2 separate regions of the Danio rerio genome follow, and region 2 is linked to region 1. The links are chromatin contacts, called in public Hi-C maps. All regions are on one chromosome and are shown on one strand. The core of a region is the stretch at or near the end of the contact, and the rest is flanking DNA. Distances in the headings are between cores, read along the strand shown. Region 1 holds the start of usp5 (ubiquitin specific peptidase 5 (isopeptidase T)). Region 2 holds the start of lpcat3 (lysophosphatidylcholine acyltransferase 3).

Evidence for each region. Hi-C and Micro-C count contacts between places; a contact is called where the count stands out from the background.
Region 2: a Hi-C map of hematopoietic stem cells shows a contact between it and region 1, with 4 times the contacts expected there. The contact joins the promoter of lpcat3 here to the promoter of usp5 in region 1. A contact is called at or near these places in 3 of 18 Hi-C or Micro-C datasets (caudal fin, hematopoietic stem cells and an unstated tissue) and 1 of 4 datasets of contacts at active chromatin or transcription factors (embryo).

Annotation. Positions count from the first base shown.
Region 1 is chr16:12,332,021-12,336,193 of GRCz12tu, forward strand. usp5 (ubiquitin specific peptidase 5 (isopeptidase T)) reads right to left here and starts at 2,807. Exons shown (of 20, transcript NM_214755.2): 1 at 2,544-2,807; 2 at 1,990-2,118. The coding sequence starts at 2,651.
Region 2 is chr16:12,581,839-12,586,487 of GRCz12tu, forward strand. It overlaps lpcat3 (lysophosphatidylcholine acyltransferase 3), which reads right to left and starts at 1,906. Exons shown (of 13, transcript NM_001316738.1): 1 at 1,621-1,906. The coding sequence starts at 1,705.

The DNA of each region.
Region 1 (4,173 bases), core at 1,557-4,056:
TAGTGATTATTCATATTAACCCTCATTTGTGTAGTAAACAAACAAGTTGAGAATCTAAAGACATGTGAAAGAGAAACCATATCAGAGCTGCACTATTCTTAAAGTGACAGCGCAATATTCCTGCTGTGGCCTGTTTCTATTATTAATCAAACAACAAAAGGAGAAAATCCCTCACTGCTCTTGACTGAAGGACTTTTGTAGCTGAAGTTTTTTTCTTACAGTGAAGATGCTTCAAGCTCAGTTTAAACATGACAGATTTAATCACTCATTTATTTTATCTTTGCTATGATGACAGCACATTATATTTTACTAGATATTCTCCGAGATACTAGAATTCAGCTTAAAGTGCTATTCAAAGGCTTAATTAGTGTTATTATTTAAGTTATTTTATAACAGTAGTTTCTTCTGCAAACAATCAAAAATATATATTTCTTAAAGGGGCTAATAATATTGAGCTATTAAAATATGTTTAAAATATTTAAACCTGCTTTTATTCTAGCCAAAATAAAACAAATAACCCTTTCTCCAGAAGAAAAAATATTATAGGAAATATTGTGAAAAATTCCTCTGTTAAACATCATTTGGGAAATATTTATATATAAAAAAATTCACAGAAGGGCGAATAATTTTGACTTCACGATTATTCAAAACGATTATCAGTTGATTACAATTATGACCAAAATAATCATGATCATGATTTTTCCCATAATCGAGCAGCCCTACAACCGTCACAGTTATTAAAGTCTACAACTTCTCCATATCTAAACCCAACCATCACACTTATTATGTATTACCTACTCCACTGTGCAGGTAAAGCTGCGAGTTGCAAAGCATTCATAATTGCTTTTGATGGGCTCACCATTGTACTGTTAGTAACATCAGGGAGCAACACCAAGTAGGTTAACTGTCATAAGAAAACGGATGAAGTCAGCGAGTGGAGTTGCTAAATGAATTATTATATCAAATGATTAGGTTATGAATAAATTTGGAGAAAACGCATGAAAACTTCTGCTGAAAATCTCTGGAAAGTATTTCCACCATCTTGCCAACAACATCTCGTATGGTTCAATGGGATAACTGCAAAATATGCCTCTACTACTTGCAGTTCACAGACAGATAGACTGTTTCTCAATATGCGTTCCTGTGTCCTCATGTAACGTCATCATCAACTGCCAAAGTTCACTTCTAAAACTTAAGACCGCAAGAACAGAGCATACGTAAATGTTCCCGGATGTATTCTTGAAATCAAGGATGCATCGATGCAGACTTTAGTGGAAAACTCGCTTGAGAAGTCCCAGAAGTCATTGCAGCTGAATAAAGAACAGCATCCTTTAGTGACCAGCATCAGGAAGAACGCAGCATCTCATTTCTCATAGGACACATTCTGTGTTTTCTCGGTCTCCAGAGTTCGTTCTTCTGAGGTGACCTGGCAAGACGAGAGGGTGCTCCCTGCAGAGCCATTTGAGCAGAGCTGAGCTGAGCTCCAGCGAGGGGGAGCATGAGCTCTCGCTCTGCCTCCTGAAAGCTGTTTTAATGCGTACACCAACCCCACCCCTAACCCCACCCCCAGTGACATCACTCGTAGAAGAAGTGCAAAAAAGGTGGAGCTCAAGCTCAAGCTCCCCCTCGCTGGAGCTCAGCTCGCCCAAATGGCTCTGCAGCGAGCACCACTTGGGCAAGACCGGTCTCCACAAGAACGCCAGTCCGTTGTCTGTGTTCTTGGAATTGAGAAACAGCCATACACTTGAACTGATGTTCTATTTGCCCTGGCCAATCTAAAATAATTTGAACCAATGGCATGTGTTTGGGGCGGAAATATCTGTTTGGCTAGCCAATGAAATCTGGAGGAGTGTTCAGGAAACCTGTCTGACACCAATATTATACAACTCCGTTTGTTGACTTTATGGTAGCTTTAAATAGTTACGAACATTTACTTAAACAATGTTTGCACGAATGAGGATTCGCATTGTCTTTCCTTTTTAAGCTTACCTGTGTTTTCCGGGTCCGGGTGATGTGCAGGTAAGCTCTCTGACCAGTTTTGGCATGGTGTCGGTCCACGTATTTACTCCCAAATCCGAGAAAGCTGTTCATGCAGACATACAAGCCCCCCTCACTCTCCTAAAACAATTGAAAAGAGTTGTTTTAGCAAAACACCGTGGGTCAGCAACACGCGCTCAGCGAGCCTGTCTCGCGCGCGCGCACAACAAAACAACATTCACGCGCATGATACAGACTTCTCAAGAAGACAAACCAGCATATAGCTGGGGTTTAGCCTTATAATTAGCTCTCAGATAGCTGAAGTGGTTATTTAAAAGTTGCAGGAAGGTAAATGAATGGTTTATTCGGGGTGTGACCCAAAGAGTGCAGAGTCAACAGTGCGGTGATGACTCGCCTGACATAATGAAGGGAAAATAGTGCAAACTTATCAACTGAATGAGCGAGAGTTAGCCAACATTCGGCTTTACGAAAACAAAACTAATTCAGCAGCCTTATGCAAACAAAAATGCCCGGAGTGAAGATGAGTGTGCGGTTGCTGGACTCACCGGGCTGGAGAAGGAGAAAGCGCACTCGTCTTTGTGAACACGATCCCCGGGCCTCGGAACCCGAATCGCGGACAGAACCGACATCAATATCTCGCTAACCTCCGTCATCTCTGCCTCAACAGGAATTGCCTTCTTTCCTACGCACACTTGCCCGCCTGGATTTTCTTTGGCCCCCGCTCCTGAAGTCTCTGACAGCCCCCTTGTTTCTATGATTCCCCTCAATGAAAAGCTGCTGCTGATGATCCAGTGTGTTCATTCGAGGCCAGGGGCGCTGCACACACTCGCACTGCACTCATCACAGCCGCAAGTGTTTCACCGTAAACACTCAAATAGAGCGCCTTATATTTTGTTCAACAACCCTGAATATATTTGACCACCAAAACGCAACTGTGCACATTCGTGTAAGGTATTTCTTACAATAGTTTACAATTTATGGTGTAGCAGATACGTTTATAGTACTTTATCAGTAAAGGTGAATTTTAACGGCATTCTGATTTCTTGTGTGTTTTGTGTATTACGGTAATACGGCAGCCATGACAGTTGTCAAAATGAGAAAGCGGAAATTTTGAGCTCATGTAAATAAGAATACCGACCTCGTGCGGCTCGGAGTGAAAGTGCACAACCAGCTTACAGTTTTTACACAAAAAGCCCGTTGTGTGAATCAAATTTTAAATGACCTAGACAAGTTTTCTAAATCCTTCCAGCAAAACTTTAAACAAATCCAGATTCTCTTAGCCACAGATTGCAAATTTCATGCACTCTTTATGCACAATTAAGCAGTTCTTTCACTCACTAAATCCACTGTACGCTGTTATATAGGCCACTTGTGTTGCAAAACAGCAAACACAAGCAGCTCAACACTAAACAGTTGGAATTTTTTACACACAACAACTAAAAATTGTTAAAATTTGTTTTTAATGGGTGTGAAACCAGCTGTTGAAAACATGAGGCAGGTAAACTACATAAAATAAAAAATGTAGTTGAGCCCGACTGTATAAGGTAGAATTAATCCATCATTGACTGAAGTTTCATGACTTTGACCGTAACAAGCCTTTTTAAAATTCTGTCTTTGACTAGTGCTTGACTTGACTTTATTTTTTGCATGCAAGTGCTAAACACAAACATTCAGTAATATGCAATCTGTGCTATACACTTGTCATCGGTCACTTTATTAGGTACACCTATTCAAGTACTTGTTAACGCAAATTTCTAATCAGCCAATCACATGGCAGCAACTCCATGCATTTAGGCATGTAGACATGGTCAAGACGAGCTGCAGTTCAAATCCTGCATCAGAATGTGGAAGAAAGGTGATTTAAGTGACTTTAAACGTGGCATGGTTATTGGTGCCAGGCTGGCCTGAGTATTACAGAAACTGCTGATCTACTACAATATTCACGCACAACTATCTCTAGTTTTTACAGAGAATGATCCAAAAATGATTAAATATCCAGTGAGCAGCAGTTCTGTGGGCACAAATGTCTTGTGATGCCAGAGGTCAGAGGAGAATGGCCAGACTGGTTCCAGCTGATGGGACGGCAACAGTAACTGAAATATACAATTGAGGTAGGTAGAAGAGCCTCTCTAAATGCAGAACACGTCCAACCGTGAGACAGATGGGCTACAGTAG
Region 2 (4,649 bases), core at 656-3,155, 250 kb after region 1:
TGAACCAGTGAACTTCTTACTGTGAGGTGACAGTACTAACCACTAAGTGACCGTGCCACTCCTGAAAAGAACATTAGTTGAATGTTATCTAAATGATAAAAGACAATATAAAAGCTCTACCCTGATTAAAAACAATGCATTTTACTTGTCCTAATTCAATGTAAAAGAAGTAGTAATGCAACGACTAACTGATTTCCCTACTAACCGTGATTTAATTCGTCACGGTAAATTAATCTAAAAGCTTCTCAACACTGTATTTCTGCACGGAACAAACATGCCGCAACTTATTTCTATTTCAACTAGGCGTGATTTCTAGGCACGCCTAGTTGAAAGAATGCCGTGAACGCAGCGTGACAAAAACTGGAATAATCAGCTTGATACTTTGTATGGAATAGACACATTTCTACACCAAAGAGGAAAAAAATTATGAAAAATACCAAACAATTTTGTAATATAGATCAAAAGTGCCTTTCAGAGAGTGGTTCAGCAGCCATTTGTTCCCTTAAAAAGACAAATACTTAGCTAATATGTAGCTTAGATTTACATTGATTTATTTATGCATTGTTCTGTTATTTGTTTTCAGTGTGAAATTATTCCTTATTTTCAAATGCCAAAAACTTTTTTCACTTATGTTAAAGTGCAAAGAGAAATGGACTACTGTTTGTGTTTTAATTTAATTTTGTGCTTTATTAATTGGTTACTAAGCAGCAATAAACAACACTTTAACATTTATGGAGTTTGCATGTGATTTACAAGTAGTGTTTTGAAATTAAAATTTCATAATAATCGTGATAACCATGATTATTCCTCAGACTATAATCGTGCTGCCAAAATCTATAATCGTTGAATCCTTAAAAACAAGTTTGCAGAAAATCGTCTGTTCAAAAAACAAAAACAAAGCCGTCCTTGATTACATTTTTGCCAGTAGATTATTAACGAACACTGCTTCATTGACAAATGAGTCAAACAAAATAAACACTAGAAAAGCCTTTACAATGATCCATTCACATGAAAAACATCACAAACACACACATTTACACACATCAGCAATGTACCAGTGAATTCACAGGAATTATGCAAATGAGCAAACAGACTCGGGTGTCCCAAATGTCATTCATCTGGTTGAAGTGGAAGAACAGGCCACTGAAATTCACCTGGCCAAAGTCCAGATCAGCCTGCTATCTGCCCTCACACCCCCTGCTCTTATCAACGAGTCACCTGAGACCTTCAAAACCCAACTCATTTTGCATTGAAACCCTACATCCAACCGCAGGTCCAGCAAACCAAAACACAGTTGCACAGCGAGAAGTCAGCTGTCAGAATGAGTTCAACTAGTTGCCTGGCAGTTAGTTGTGAGTGCAGTTAACCATGAAATCTCGCCTGGCATGTAGGTCACCCTAATCGACCTCTGTTTTTTTTGGCTGGAGCCGTTGTGAAAGGAGAAAGCTGGAGCTGGCACTGCGTTTTTAGAGTTGCTGGAGGCAGGTTGGCCAGCTGTGTGACCTGAGCACACTTTACACCTAACATTTACTGTCCACGTTTCCAGCGGTTCCCAGCAGAACTCGGCACTTCTTCTTTACGTAGAGCCGAAAAGTCCGCACACGTGCGCCGTTCACTTACCTATTAAGATGGACAAAATCAGCCGAACGGCCGGTTCGGGTGAATCTAAATATTCGGCTAATTTCTCCATGAAGGGAGCCGCCATCTTTAGTGTGGGCGGAAGTAGCTGCGCTCGGGTTTCCGCGAGTGTGTGGCCTCGTGAGACTCCGCGCAGCCCTTTACTCCGTCCGTCCCGCTACTCCTCCTCTCGCCACCTCTCACACCATTCAGTGAGAACCCGGCGACCTTCACTCTCTAATGTCGCAAACGCCTTTTTTGCGCAACACTCGTACCATTTCAGTTCATCGCCGAACATCTGAAAGAGCCGCGAAATCAGAGTCACGTGATTTAACGGACATTCAGGAAAAAAAATATTATTAATGTAAGTAACATATCTAATAATATAGCTGATAATGAAATACACAATCTGAAGAACTGGTTATTTTGACAGTAAAGTCTGTGCTGTATTTGACTTTAATGATAAAGGCGTTATCACACTTCCCTCTAGTGTTGGTGCTCCTCCTGGCAGCTGCACTGATCTAATCCTCTTCTGCATGCTCCACATGCTGCGAACTGTCAGTGCATTGTTTCGCGGCATTCACAAATGTTCAGATTTCGTTTTATTGTTTTGATCTTACAACTGTTGCAAACTAGAATTATTTCAATCTTCGAAATGTGCTTTTATATCGCATATTTTGTTCATTTACTTTTTCGTTCGTTTAGTTCGTCTTAAAACTGTTATGTACATTAACCCTTTAACTGTCTGTTCTACCAAACGTTTGACCATATTTTGACTATTTTAAATAATGATTGTTAAAGTCATTTACAGAAAGACTGTTTTAAATAGTGGTTTACACACACGGCATTGTTGGTTGTTAAAAAAATCAAGCAAACATAATCATGTTGCACTACTACACTTGATTTGGATTATTGTAAAAATAATGAAATATTTTATGTCATACTTCAGAAAATAAAGATGATTTAGGCTTCAAAAATGTTTTATTTTGACTGTATTTTTAAATAAATTGGATTTTTTTTGGTCTTTTTCATAGTATATTTATTAATTTCTGTACTTTTACCATAAACATGCATATTAACTATTTTGTTAAAAAAATACTAATTCTTGGTTGGCAGTTAAAGGTTTAACACACACTTTTTTAAAACACAAACACACACACACACACACACATTATATATATATATATATATATATATATATATATATATATATATATATATATATATATATATATATATATATATATATATATGAACTTTTTTTGCATATTTCATTTCTGTGCACACGTATACAGGCCTGATTTAATCCGAAATATTGAATTAATGTTATTATTTTCATTTTATTTTTGTCCTTTTCCTTTTACATTATGATAAATCTGTAATAAAAAAAAATATTGACTGTTTTTCTTTTCTTAAAATGGCTTAACTTGAAGTGCTGTAAAAGAACTTGAAAAAAAAAAAAACTTTTTTTAAGATACTTTATGAAATGTTGCCAAATGGCTACACCGTCCAACAGTGGATCCAACTTAGAAATTTCAAATTTAAAACTTTCCTAATCTTTTTTTTGTTTGAAATAATTGAATTGGTGTTGCAGCATTATGAGCTTTAACACAGAACTTATAAATGACGCAACTCATACATACTTTATACCACAACTCATATTCCAACAGCTTTCATTTATTCCATTCTTTTTTGCTGAACATTGAAAACAATCCTAATATGGTATTATCATGTATCCAACATACAGTAAATATAAATATTTTCTCCAGTAAATATTATAGCAAATCAATAACAAGTCTAGTATATCCAGATGCATCAGAATAATGTAGCTACTAGCTAACAATGTTTATATATTATACTATATACTATACTACGCCTGTCTTATCAGCCTCAGAGCTAACTTACCTGAACTGTCTCTATCAAATGTCCAGTCTGCTTCATTCTCATGGTCATTTAAACCCATCTCACCCTCACTTTCATCTGCAGGAAGAGCCAGTTCTGTCTTCTTGTTTCATTTACCATATGTAACGGAGGCCAGCTAGTAGGTGCTGTGCAGGTAAACCTCACTCCTCTGACCTCTAAAGGTGCTCTAGCGATAGACACTAGAGGCCATGGTCTTTAGCCTCCTTGTTAGAGCAACCGACTCCCATGCGGAAGGTTGCCGGATCGGTCCCAGCTCGGACCGGGATGGGTGGCGTAGGACCAGCGGGGTTACACATAGAACATGGTGGTGTTCGCTAATACACTGTTCCCTGCATTGATATCTATTCAAAATTAGTATTGCCATTAATTTTATCCATAATTTAAATGTCATTAACACATGACTAATTAACATTATATTATTAGTTTTCATGTTGTTATTGTTACAACTTAAAAGTTAGCTAACCCATTGGAATATTGCACGTTTCACTATTGCACAGTGTTACCATTTGGTAACACACACATGTGATCGATTTACAAAAAACTAATTTGATTTTAAAAAAAATGAGTTGTAATTATGTCATCATAACTTACTGGAAGGGATGTTTCAGATTTGTTTGTGGATCTGACATAATTTTGATCCGTTGCTTTTTTATTATTAATTTTTTTATTGTAATGACAACAGTACATTTCAACAAATACAGATACAAAACTGAAAGAAGTATAGTACAATCAATAGAAATATTACTTTTTTGAAAGAAGAGAAATGCCACAATTTTAGATTAAATATAATATAGGTGAATCAAAAGAAAGATAACAAGAGAGAGATAGAAAGAAACAAAAAAATAATAATTGAGAGCACATGACAAAGACAAAACAAATTATTGCAGAATATTAAATAATGCACTTGTTTTTTAAGGTTCAATAGCTTTCTTGTTGTGAGAGTCTGTGATGTTTTTTTAAATAAAGTTCCGGCTTACATTGAGTATATTTGCATTTGTGTTTAAAAAAATTCCAATAAATAAAATGAGGTTTATGCAAAAAAGTTGAATTAAGGAATTGTTTTCCTTTAATATAAATGTCTAAATGTCTTTAAATGTCTAAAGAAAAAT